Linked DNA regions of Drosophila melanogaster: region 1 is linked to region 2. Evidence: chromatin contacts called from public Hi-C data. All regions are on one chromosome and are shown on one strand. Each heading gives the region's core, a stretch centred on a gene start, on an enhancer-like site or on the middle of the called end of the contact. The rest is flanking DNA. Distances are from core to core; before and after follow the strand shown. Region 1 holds the start of boi (brother of ihog). Region 2 holds the start of kz (kurz).

Region 1 (5,200 bases), core at 2,204-4,703, 230 kb before region 2:
CTATGGGCATCGTCTTCACCACCAACAAGCCGAACGGTCTGCTGTTCTGGTGGGGCCAAGAGGCCGGAGAGGAGTACACCGGACAGGACTTTATAGCTGCCGCAGTGGTGGATGGCTATGTGGAGTACTCAATGAGGCTCGATGGCGAGGAGGCGGTAATCCGGAACAGCGATATCCGCGTAGACAATGGGGAGCGACACATTGTGATCGCTAAGCGGGACGAAAACACCGCCATTCTAGAGGTTGATCGCATGCTGCATTCGGGTGAAACCCGACCCACCAGCAAAAAGTCGATGAAGCTGCCGGGCAATGTTTTTGTCGGTAAGTGTTCTTATAATCATGGATATAAAAAAAGCATTGGTTATGATTAATAATAACCATTCATTAATTTTCCAGGTGGCGCTCCTGACCTCGAGGTGTTTACGGGTTTCCGATACAAGCACAATTTGAACGGCTGCATTGTGGTCGTCGAGGGCGAAACTGTGGGCCAAATTAATCTTAGTTCTGCTGCCGTTAACGGAGTGAATGCCAACGTCTGTCCCGCGTAAGTAAGCCTAAATCTAAGCTAAAATCCAGAAAAGAAAATCCCAGGCTTTGCCACTTATCAATCCTATGCCTGCGACTAGTCTATGGAGTCCTTCTAGCCTTGTGCACCAGGAGATCGATACTAATGTAGTTATGGACCACCACGTGATTGGCAAGGATCTCAGTTTCTTCGACGAGCTGGATCAACCACCACCGGTGCATATCTTATATCCGCGTCCCAAAATCAACGAGTTTCCCACCAACAAGGCTCCCCGAGTGGTACTACCACTATCACTTTCCTTATCGATACTAATTTTTAGTTATCGGTTATCGGTGATATCCTTGTGTCTATTGCCCGCTCCAAGCTAAGCTAGTATAGCCAGTGTTGTAACGGAAATGACATCGAATCATAAGGCGAAATCGTTAATCGCCATCAGTTGACTGTGGAAACTGTACCCCTTACATAAACATAAAAGGAATTTTGTTCCATTTTTGTTAACCTAATATAAGGGCGGCTATGACACTTCTCAAGTCCATGTGGCAACATAATATTTGAGCTGTTTTAGCTAGATCGTTTAAAGCCCATAAAGGGCTCTTTACTCTTAAAAATAAAATCAAAATCAACCTATGATGTTTTAAATTTAAATCTGTGTAGACATGTGTCTGCAGTACAATATTTAAAACCGTTTGAGTATCTCTTAGGTTTTGAAAGTCTTTAGTCATTCCAAATATAGGTATAACAAGTGTCATAGCAGCATATCCTAATCCATTTACAATATAGTCAAATACATTTGAAGGTGTTACCATTGAAATTATCGTGCCATATCATTGAAGAATATCATGTTATATTATACAAAGTATATTAGAACGGCAGCCGGATAAAGTAAAATAGATAATCGACTATATTAAGCTATCATAAAGGACATTAAATACATAAGAGTTTTTTTTTCCTAGTTAAATAGTTAGCACCAAATCAGACATATGCGGAGTTCACACATATGGTATTGTTACAGATCCTATCTAGTATTAGCCAATTCTTACTGGATTGTACTCCTTTCGAAGCCAAGCTCAGGTCACACAACTCTAAAGCTATATATTTGATCATACCCGAACACCAGTTATCTATAGGTAGAAAACTCTTGCATAGATAGGTAGTTCAACGTAACCATATCCTATAGGAAAAACCCTTAAAACAGATATCTGTGCAATCTATCCTGAGATACGGTAGCTTTAGCTCAATGTAGTCGAAATGTACTCTGCTTTGTGACCATATCTATGAATACTATTATTATTGTTACCAGCAAGGAATACCTATAAACCATATGAAACAATTATAAAATTATATATAATTTTACCAGATCTCAAAAAGCTGACTACGTTATTATTTGATACAGCTGTGTATTATCCAAGCTTATTAGCTAGATGTTCTTATAAAGATGGGTAGTTCTGAGATGCATAGTTTCCCAATTATTTAAAATAATATAATATATGTCAATAAAATAATAATATGGCATGTAAGAAGTTATAAATTCAAATTTACATTGACATTGAGTGTACGAAGAAAACCATAGTTCTTCTTCGCGTTGAGGCAAAGTCTGAAAATGCAGTTTGGCGAGGCTTTTATCAAATTTTATCAAATATAAGTAATGTATTTATTAAAGTTAGACCGCACACATTTGATTTTATAATAATTTTTTATAATAATTTTTTAATTACAAGTTTTTATTTTTTTAATTTATTTACAATTTCTCTCGTTTCTTCATTTTATTTAATTAGTAACGACGATCCACTGGGAGGAACCGAACCGCCAGTCGTCTGAGGACACAACCAACAGCCGAAACTAGCTTTTTAATTAAACATTAACAAATGAAACAAAACGAACAACAATTTTTATATATACAACATATGCATAAGCCCAAGAAAATCCACAAAAATTGAATATTATATCACTTACACATAATATAAAAAAAACAAAAACAAAAGAGAAACGATCACTTCAACTACAATTGCTTCTTCGATCCTTAAGTCTAAGTTAAAGATTGTAGCAAGGAAAAATGCGAAAATATCACAAACATTTATTTAACAAAAACGCCATGCAAGAAGTGAAACGAAACAGATACAATAATGCAACTAATGCAAAATAATACAGAAAATACAGTTAAAGCCTAGAACCCTAAGAACTTACTAACTAACTCGAGCAACAACAACGCATACTAGCCAACTGCAACCACAAAATCCACAATAGTGAAGGCATTTTAATCATAATTTTAGTCTCTAGCTTATACCTATGACTACGACTCTTTTTTTGCCAGCCCAGTGTAAAAAGTTGGAGATCGAAAATTGGCCCTACACACATACAAGACCACGTTATTGATTAAAAACCAATTGATAATACACCTACATACATATAATGATAAATGAATTACTAAGAATGCAACTATTGTGAACGAGCGAAAACCGTTGAGTGGATAAAAGCGAATGCAGAAGATATATTAAAATGAAATCAACAACAGTCTGGAATGTGTTTAATTGTGGGAGGAGTTCTTCATTCATAAATCATCATTTCCATAGATCATCTTCATCTCTATTAACGATTAAGATTAAGGATTAAGGATTCAGAATAAAGGTATTTATTATACTCATTATAAAACTTAAAAGGTATGCTCACAACAATCATTAGTTCCGACTTCCGTTATAATTCATTTGTAATATCAAAATACAGTGGCCTCCTCCCGATCAAGCAAATTCAAAATTGTAAGAGAAGAGAAGAATTCAATTACATTACAACAAAAGAGAAGAAAGAAGACAACTTCAAAATGTTCTCTTTTGGTTTCTCTCTTGGTTCTCTGCTCTTTCTCATCAAGATTTTCGAAGCGCGCCCAAAAGTATGCACGAATTGATATAAGTACTACATTACGTTACTTGGCTCACTTCGCTTCGCGCCGCCGAGCAAGAAAGACGTGTGTGCGGAGTCTGCGCGAAACTATAACAGAGTTATATTTGAATATATATCTCAAAATAAAATCGTCGTGCTAATAACGGTTATTTGTTTACCTTTTTTTTGGCTGTTCTAAATCCCTGTGAGTGCTGGTTCGGCTGCCCTTGAGGTGCATTCAAATTAGGAAGTGCAAAGAAAGAGAGAGCGAGAGAGAGAACGAGCGAGAGCGAGAAAAGTGCGTGTGCCAAGTTTGTTTTTATTTTTATAACGGCAGCCGGCTAAAAAGGCAGCGGCGTCGCGTAGGAAACACCTAATAACTATAAATTATGCCCTGGCGGAACATCAATACTTGGCGAATGTCCGTCGAGAAGTGATCTCCATATCCCCAGAAATTCGATTTAAGCCGATGCCAATCGCCCTGTTCTCGAGTGTGTGCATGTGTGTGTGTGTTCGAAAGGCTTTGAAAATGCCATAACATTTTAATGGGTTTCTGTTATTTGGACTGCCTTTTCTCTCGGCTCTCATTGTTCTTTTACTGCTTGTTTCTTATGTGATGGGAAAATCGCAAGAATGCTGCGACCAGTGATCAAAATCTAATCAAAATATTTACCGTTCGTTTAGAGTGCGACAAGCGGCGCAGATTGGAATTGGATTTGGATAGAGGATTTAGCTGCCCTTCGAGGTTTCAGTCAACAGGTGAGTTTTGCAACGGTAAATGGCCAATGGCCAGTGGCCAGTGTCTCGAAAGTAGTTCATCTGGTCAGTGCAGTCCGTAAATGTCGGTAAATCAGAGAAACCCCCTTCCCCGGAATTACCACTGCCATATCGATCGATTCCAGTTGACAAGTTTTTCGCGATGGTCATGTGGCCATGTCCTTTTTTGGCCAACAGGCGATGGCCAATGGCCAATTGCCAATTGCCGTTACTCTTATGTGTCAGCGGGCCCCCAACAAAATCACAAAATAACAACAAGTGTTGCACATCAAATCCAGCGCGTACATAAACCAGAAAAGTGCACAACCAAACCTGTCATCCGAGGTGGCAGGGGTCCCAAGACCATCCTTCATTCCCCTTTTTGCTCGTTGATAACATTAATGAACTGTCTATGTGCCGTGCACCAGAATAGAACCCCAAGTTGGGAATGGGATGGGGGATCGGGAGAGGTTGCACAACTACAGTGGGCCCTCCGTAATGTGGAGATCCTTAGACCAATATGTGAAACAATTATTATAATTCTTTGCAGAACTTAACTTTTCTCAAGAGTTTTTTTTTGTTTTTTTTTTGTTGTTGTATGCGCGGAACATAACCACCAGTTTCTACAGTCTCCACAGTCCGTCGTTTGCCAAGTCCACCTGTAGCTTAAGCACGCACATTTCTGTTGCCATTGGCAAGAGGTGAGCGAGCGGAATGCAACAGGCAGCTGGTCGCAGAACAAGATCATCTGGGAGAAGAGAGATAGAGATACATAGATGCATTCAGGGAACCGGACACTTGGCCAAAACCAAAACTAAAACCAATACCAATGCCAAACCTGAAACCGGAGAGCATTCCCATTTTCCAGCCCGTTCCCGCTAACAATAAATCAAAGGGCCGGGGGAAAAGCCCAACAATAAAAATCAAGCCAAGTGTCGTCGTCTCATTCTGCAGGCCAAAAAAGGGATGGAAGGCCAAAGGGGAATGGGAATCGGAATGGTCAGAGAGCCTTTGTCTCGTTGTTGATGGGATTTCATTATTACT
Region 2 (5,070 bases), core at 1,361-3,860:
AAGTTTACATTTAGTTCTGTGAGTCGACCGACCTCTTCTTTAGTCGGTTCGATTCGATTGATTCGGTATTCGGATTCGGTTGCATTGGCTGCCTAGGGATTTGGAATTGTTGCATCTTTAGCGCTTCCGGCCTTAGGGGCTGCGCTCTGACTTGAAATTGCGTTTTTGTCTTTGTCTGACTTGGCATCCTGCAAAAGAAATACGAGAATTGCCAACGGTGTTCAATAGCAAGGTTGTTGAGTGTGTAAAAAGAGCTCTCAGATCTGTTTTCGCTATTAAATGCATTCTGCGAACTTCTCTTGGCTATTTCCAGATAACTACGCCCACGAACATTAATCACTCAAATCATTATCATTTCATATGCAATGAGTTTCATAAGTTGGGTTATATCTGCTAATTAAGTAACTAAATTGATGTTCTGGCAGTTTAAAATTCATTAAGTTCGCTTTTCACATGCCAACCAAATTGGAAAATGAAAACAGCCATAGGATTCAGTACTGAGGCTCGTTCAATTAAGAATATTAAGTTACTAAGAGTGCATTTATGAATCTACTACGCCTGCCACGATCGAACAGTACAAAATTCTATTAGTTTTTTAAATTTGTATACAAGGTGGCAGTAAACACATTGTATTGCAGTTCTAAATAGTTACACAATTTTGTTCAGTTCCTAATAAATCTATGGTTGTAAATATATGCCAATAGTTTCTCTTTTGCGGATATATATCAGTGCCAAGGGAACAACCGAAGGTGAAAATAGATATGACAACAACCTTCCGCAGGACTGCAGGATAATGCGAGAGAGTGCATCAGGTTGAGACTTACTTTTTCACTTTCTCTGCTCTCTTATTTTTTTCCTACCGCCCGGCAAACGCAACAAAGAGGGACGGGTGGGGGTTACGGATCAAATCAGGGGTGCAAAGTGATTCCGGATTAAGCCGAAACTGTACCCGGAATCGGTGTGCCTCCCTGAATAGAGCTTCGGATGGGACACCTGTTCCAAGGGAATAAGGATATGTTGGGGGGTCTCTATATGCTCACCTTGGCCTTGACAGTGGCTGCCTCCTGCTTGAGATACTCTTCCCGCGCCGCTTCGTAGAGACTAACGAACTTGTCCCGCTGGCCCTTGTACTGAGCGAAGAGCTCGTCGTCTTTGTGGCCCTTCAATCTGTTCTCGATGTCCACCTTCTTGTCGTGCTCGCTGCGTATCTCGTCCGTTACCCAGGGCTTTTCGATGGGATACTGATTGATCAGGTTCTTTAGTGTCTTTATGCTGCTCTTGCCTTTCACCACCTGCTTGATTAGCTTGGGATTGGGCTTCATTATCCGGCCGCCATTCATGTTCATTGGTCCATAAGGTCCGACCGGTGGAATTCCCCGCGGCGGCATCCGTGGACCCATCATGTGCATGGGCGGTGGGACACCCATCATAGGACCTGGACCGGGTCCGTTGCGACGCATAAAGAGCGGTGGCGGCGGCGGTGGTGGTCCACCCATGGGGCCCATGGGTCCGGGACCGCGCATACCAGGCACCGGTGGCGGGAAAGGCATTTGCGGGTAAGGTCCTCCAGGGCCCATCGGTCCGGGTCCCCGTGGTCCGGGGCCCATCGGACCCATTGGCGGACCCATCATGAGGCGTGGAGGAGGACGGTTCGGAGGCGGCCCGCGTTGGAATCCATTAAAGCCACCGCGAATCTGATTGGGATTGTTGCCCGGATGGCGCTGCCAATCGCTTCCGTTCATCTGATTGTTGAAGGGCTGCTGCGACTGGTTCATATGATTGTTGTTCTGGTTGTTCATCTTGCCCTGCTGCTGGTTCGGACTGAGATGCTGCTGCTGGTTCGAATTGGGATGCTGCTGCTGGTTCGGACTGGGATGCTGCTGCTGGTTCGGACTGGGATGCTGCTGCTGGTTCGGACTGGGAGGCTGCTGCTGGTTCGGACTGGGATGCTGCTGCTGTTTGATGCCCTTCATAGACTTCTTCTTGGGACTGCCTACCTGATTGTGTTTGAATCCTGGTGGCGGGCTGCTGAAGTCAATGTACAGGGGATCGCTCGGCATTTGGCTGGAGGAAAACATCATCTGATTGTTACCGTTGACCCTGTTACCATTCCCATTTCCTCCTGGTCCGGAGTTAATTTTGCCCGAACGAAACGGTTTTCTATACGGAGCCGCAGCTGCGCGGGGATTATTGTTGCAATTATTATTGTTGCTCTGGTTGTTGCGGTGCTGCAGATTTGGCTGCTGCTGTTGCTGAAACTGTTGCTGCATTTGGTGCGGGTGCTGCTGCTGCGACTGCATGGTCCAGTTCTGATAGAATTGGTTCTTGGACACCATTGCAGGTAGCTGGATTTCACTGAAAACGGGGGTTCAGGACTCGAGCAGAGGAGCCAAGCCGAAACGACAGGCGGGGAGCAGATGGATCTAAAATGTTGCACGCCTATTTGTCACAAAAACTTATATTGAAAATATTACGATGAATCGATTGCGATAACGTTTCGATACCAGTGCTGTCGAAGGAGTGTGAACAACTATAACAATCAGTTTTTCCCACTAATGTATGTTTCCACTAACACAAATGTAACATCACAGCACATTTTAGAGTATCTCAACTTTTGTTATCGCCTGCGCTGTTATCGATAAGCGTACTTCGCACGTGTGATTTAAATCAATGTTTATATTATTGCCCAAAGTTAATTCTGTTACTTTATTTTATTAACTATATTGGTAAAGTAAAGTAATCATGGGCAAGAAGGTGCACAATGCCAAGGCGCGGCAGAATCCACAAACAATTGTGGACAACTCGGCCGTGAAGAAGGTAGGTCATCCGTCGGACCACACACTCGAATCCGCTTTCTTACCCTTTCCAAATCCAATACTCTACAGATTCAGATCGATGTGGATGCTGTGGCCGGCGGCAACCAGGTTGGCTACGATGAGGCCAACGCTCTGGTTCTGCCCTCCGAGAAGCGGGCCACCAAGATTAAGGTGGACAAAGTGCAACACGTGAAGATCCTTTCCAAGAAGCAGCGCAAGCACCTCCAGGCTATTGTGGACAAGAAGAAAAAGAAAGAGGGTGTAGGTTTTTATTCAGTGCTAATATAAAACTGATATTTAATTGAAATCTTTTCTAATTTAGCGCGCTCAGCTGTTGGGTGACCTTGCTGCCGTTCAAATTCCGGAGGAGGAGCTGCAGCAGTATACTTCCATTAGCCAAGTGCAAACCGTGGGATTAAAGCGTCTACCCACCCTTGACGAGTATCTAGCCAAGAAAAAGGAAAGACAGGCCCAAGTTTTAGCTGAAAAAAGCTCGGCGTCGGGTCTCCGCGTAAATGCTATAAAGGGCTCCAAGCGCAAGCTTCTCGTCGAAGAGGAGGAGGAACTACAGGCCAAGCGAAAGAATCCGAATGTAATTAGCGTGGAGGAAGATGACGAAGATTCTTCATCCTCTGATGAGGACGATGAGGAGGCACCAGCTCAATCCGCTCCTATTGCCATACCCACTCCAGTGTCTATAGCTCCACCGCAAATCGCTGTTAAACCACCCATTAAAAAGTTGAAGCCAGAGCCTAACCCACCTGCCTGTATCCACCAGACTGTCTATGTGCCCGTACATCGGACAACAGAAGTTCAGAATGCCCGTCTTCGACTGCCTATCCTCGCGGAGGAGCAGCAGGTGATGGAGACAATCAACGAAAACCCCATTGTGATCGTGGCTGGTGAGACTGGCTCTGGAAAGACTACCCAGCTACCGCAGTTCCTGTACGAAGCGGGGTATGCCCAGCACAAGATGATTGGAGTGACGGAGCCGCGGCGAGTGGCTGCTATTGCCATGTCCAAGCGGGTGGCCCACGAGATGAACCTGCCGGAGAGCGAGGTGTCATACCTCATTCGCTTCGAGGGAAACGTAACACCAGCGACGCGCATTAAATTCATGACAGATGGTGTGTTGCTTAAGGAGATCGAAACTGACTTTCTGCTTAGTAAGTACTCAGTGATCATCCTGGACGAGGCGCACGAGCGCAGTGTTTACACAGACATCCTAGTGGGTCTCCTGTCAAGGATCGTGCCCTTGCGTCACAAACGCGGGCAGCCGCTGAAGCTGATCATTATGTCTGCCACTTTGCGGGTATCCGATTTTACAGAGAATACTCGCTTGTTTAAGATTCCGCCACCGTTGCTTAAAGTGGAGGCTCGACAATTTCCGGTGACTATTCACTTCCAGAAGCGCACACCTGATGACTATGTGGCGGAGGCTTACCGCAAGACCTTAAAAATCCATAATAAGCTTCCGGAAGGCGGCATACTAATTTTTGTGACGGGACAGCAGGAGGTCAACCAACTGGTGCGCAAGCTGCGACGTACGTTTCCGTATCATCATGCGCCAACCAAGGATGTCGCTAAAAATGGAAAGGTATCGGAGGAAGAAAAAGAGGAAACAATAGATGATGCGGCATCGACTGTGGAGGATCCCAAGGAGCTGGAGTTTGATATGAAACGAGTTATACGTAATATTCGTAAATCTAAGAAAAAGTTCTTGGCGCAAATGGCGTTACCCAAAATCAATTTGGACGACTACAAGCTCCCTGGTGATGATACGGAAGCAGACATGCACGAGCAGCCGGATGAGGATGATGAGCAGGAGGGACTAGAAGAGGATAACGACGATGAACTAGGCTTGGAGGATGAGTCGGGAATGGGATCTGGTCAAAGGCAACCTCTGTGGGTCCTGCCGCTCTACTCGCTCCTCTCCTCGGAGAAGCAAAACCGCATCTTCCTGCCCGTTCCCGATGGCTGCCGGCTATGCGTGGTTAGCACCAATGTGGCAGAGACATCTCTCACCATCCCGCACATCAAGTATGTTGTTGACTGTGGTCGCCAGAAGACGCGTCTTTACGACAAACTGACGGGTGTGAGTGCTTTTGTGGTAACCTACACGTCTAAGGCCTCGGCGGATCAGCGTGCTGGACGAGCGGGTCGCATCAGCGCCGGACATTGCTATCGCCTCTACTCGAGTGCCGTGTACAACGACTGCTTCGAGGACTTTTCCCAGCCGGATATCCAGAAAAAG

The links. Hi-C and Micro-C count contacts between places; a contact is called where the count stands out from the background.
Region 1: a Hi-C map of the OSC cell line shows a contact between it and region 2, with 1.6 times the contacts expected there. The contact joins the promoter of boi here to the promoter of kz in region 2. A contact is called at or near these places in 4 of 107 Hi-C or Micro-C datasets (the D17-c3 cell line, the ML-DmBG3-c2 cell line, the OSC cell line and 1 more).

Annotation. Positions count from the first base shown.
Region 1 is chrX:2,468,296-2,473,495 of dm6, reverse strand. It overlaps boi (brother of ihog), which reads left to right and starts at 3,453. Exons shown (of 9, transcript NM_166940.3): 1 at 3,453-3,605; 2 at 4,085-4,159. trol (terribly reduced optic lobes) reads left to right here. Exons shown (of 38, transcript NM_001297896.2): 36 at 1-321; 37 at 397-544; 38 at 2,302-3,036. The coding sequence ends at 2,344.
Region 2 is chrX:2,239,575-2,244,644 of dm6, reverse strand. It overlaps kz (kurz), which reads left to right and starts at 2,610. Exons shown (of 5, transcript NM_057243.4): 1 at 2,610-2,817; 2 at 2,886-3,077; 3 at 3,139-5,070. The coding sequence starts at 2,743. It overlaps fs(1)K10 (female sterile (1) K10), which reads right to left and starts at 2,507. Exons shown (of 2, transcript NM_058143.4): 1 at 1,041-2,507; 2 at 1-188. The coding sequence starts at 2,336. The coding sequence ends at 93.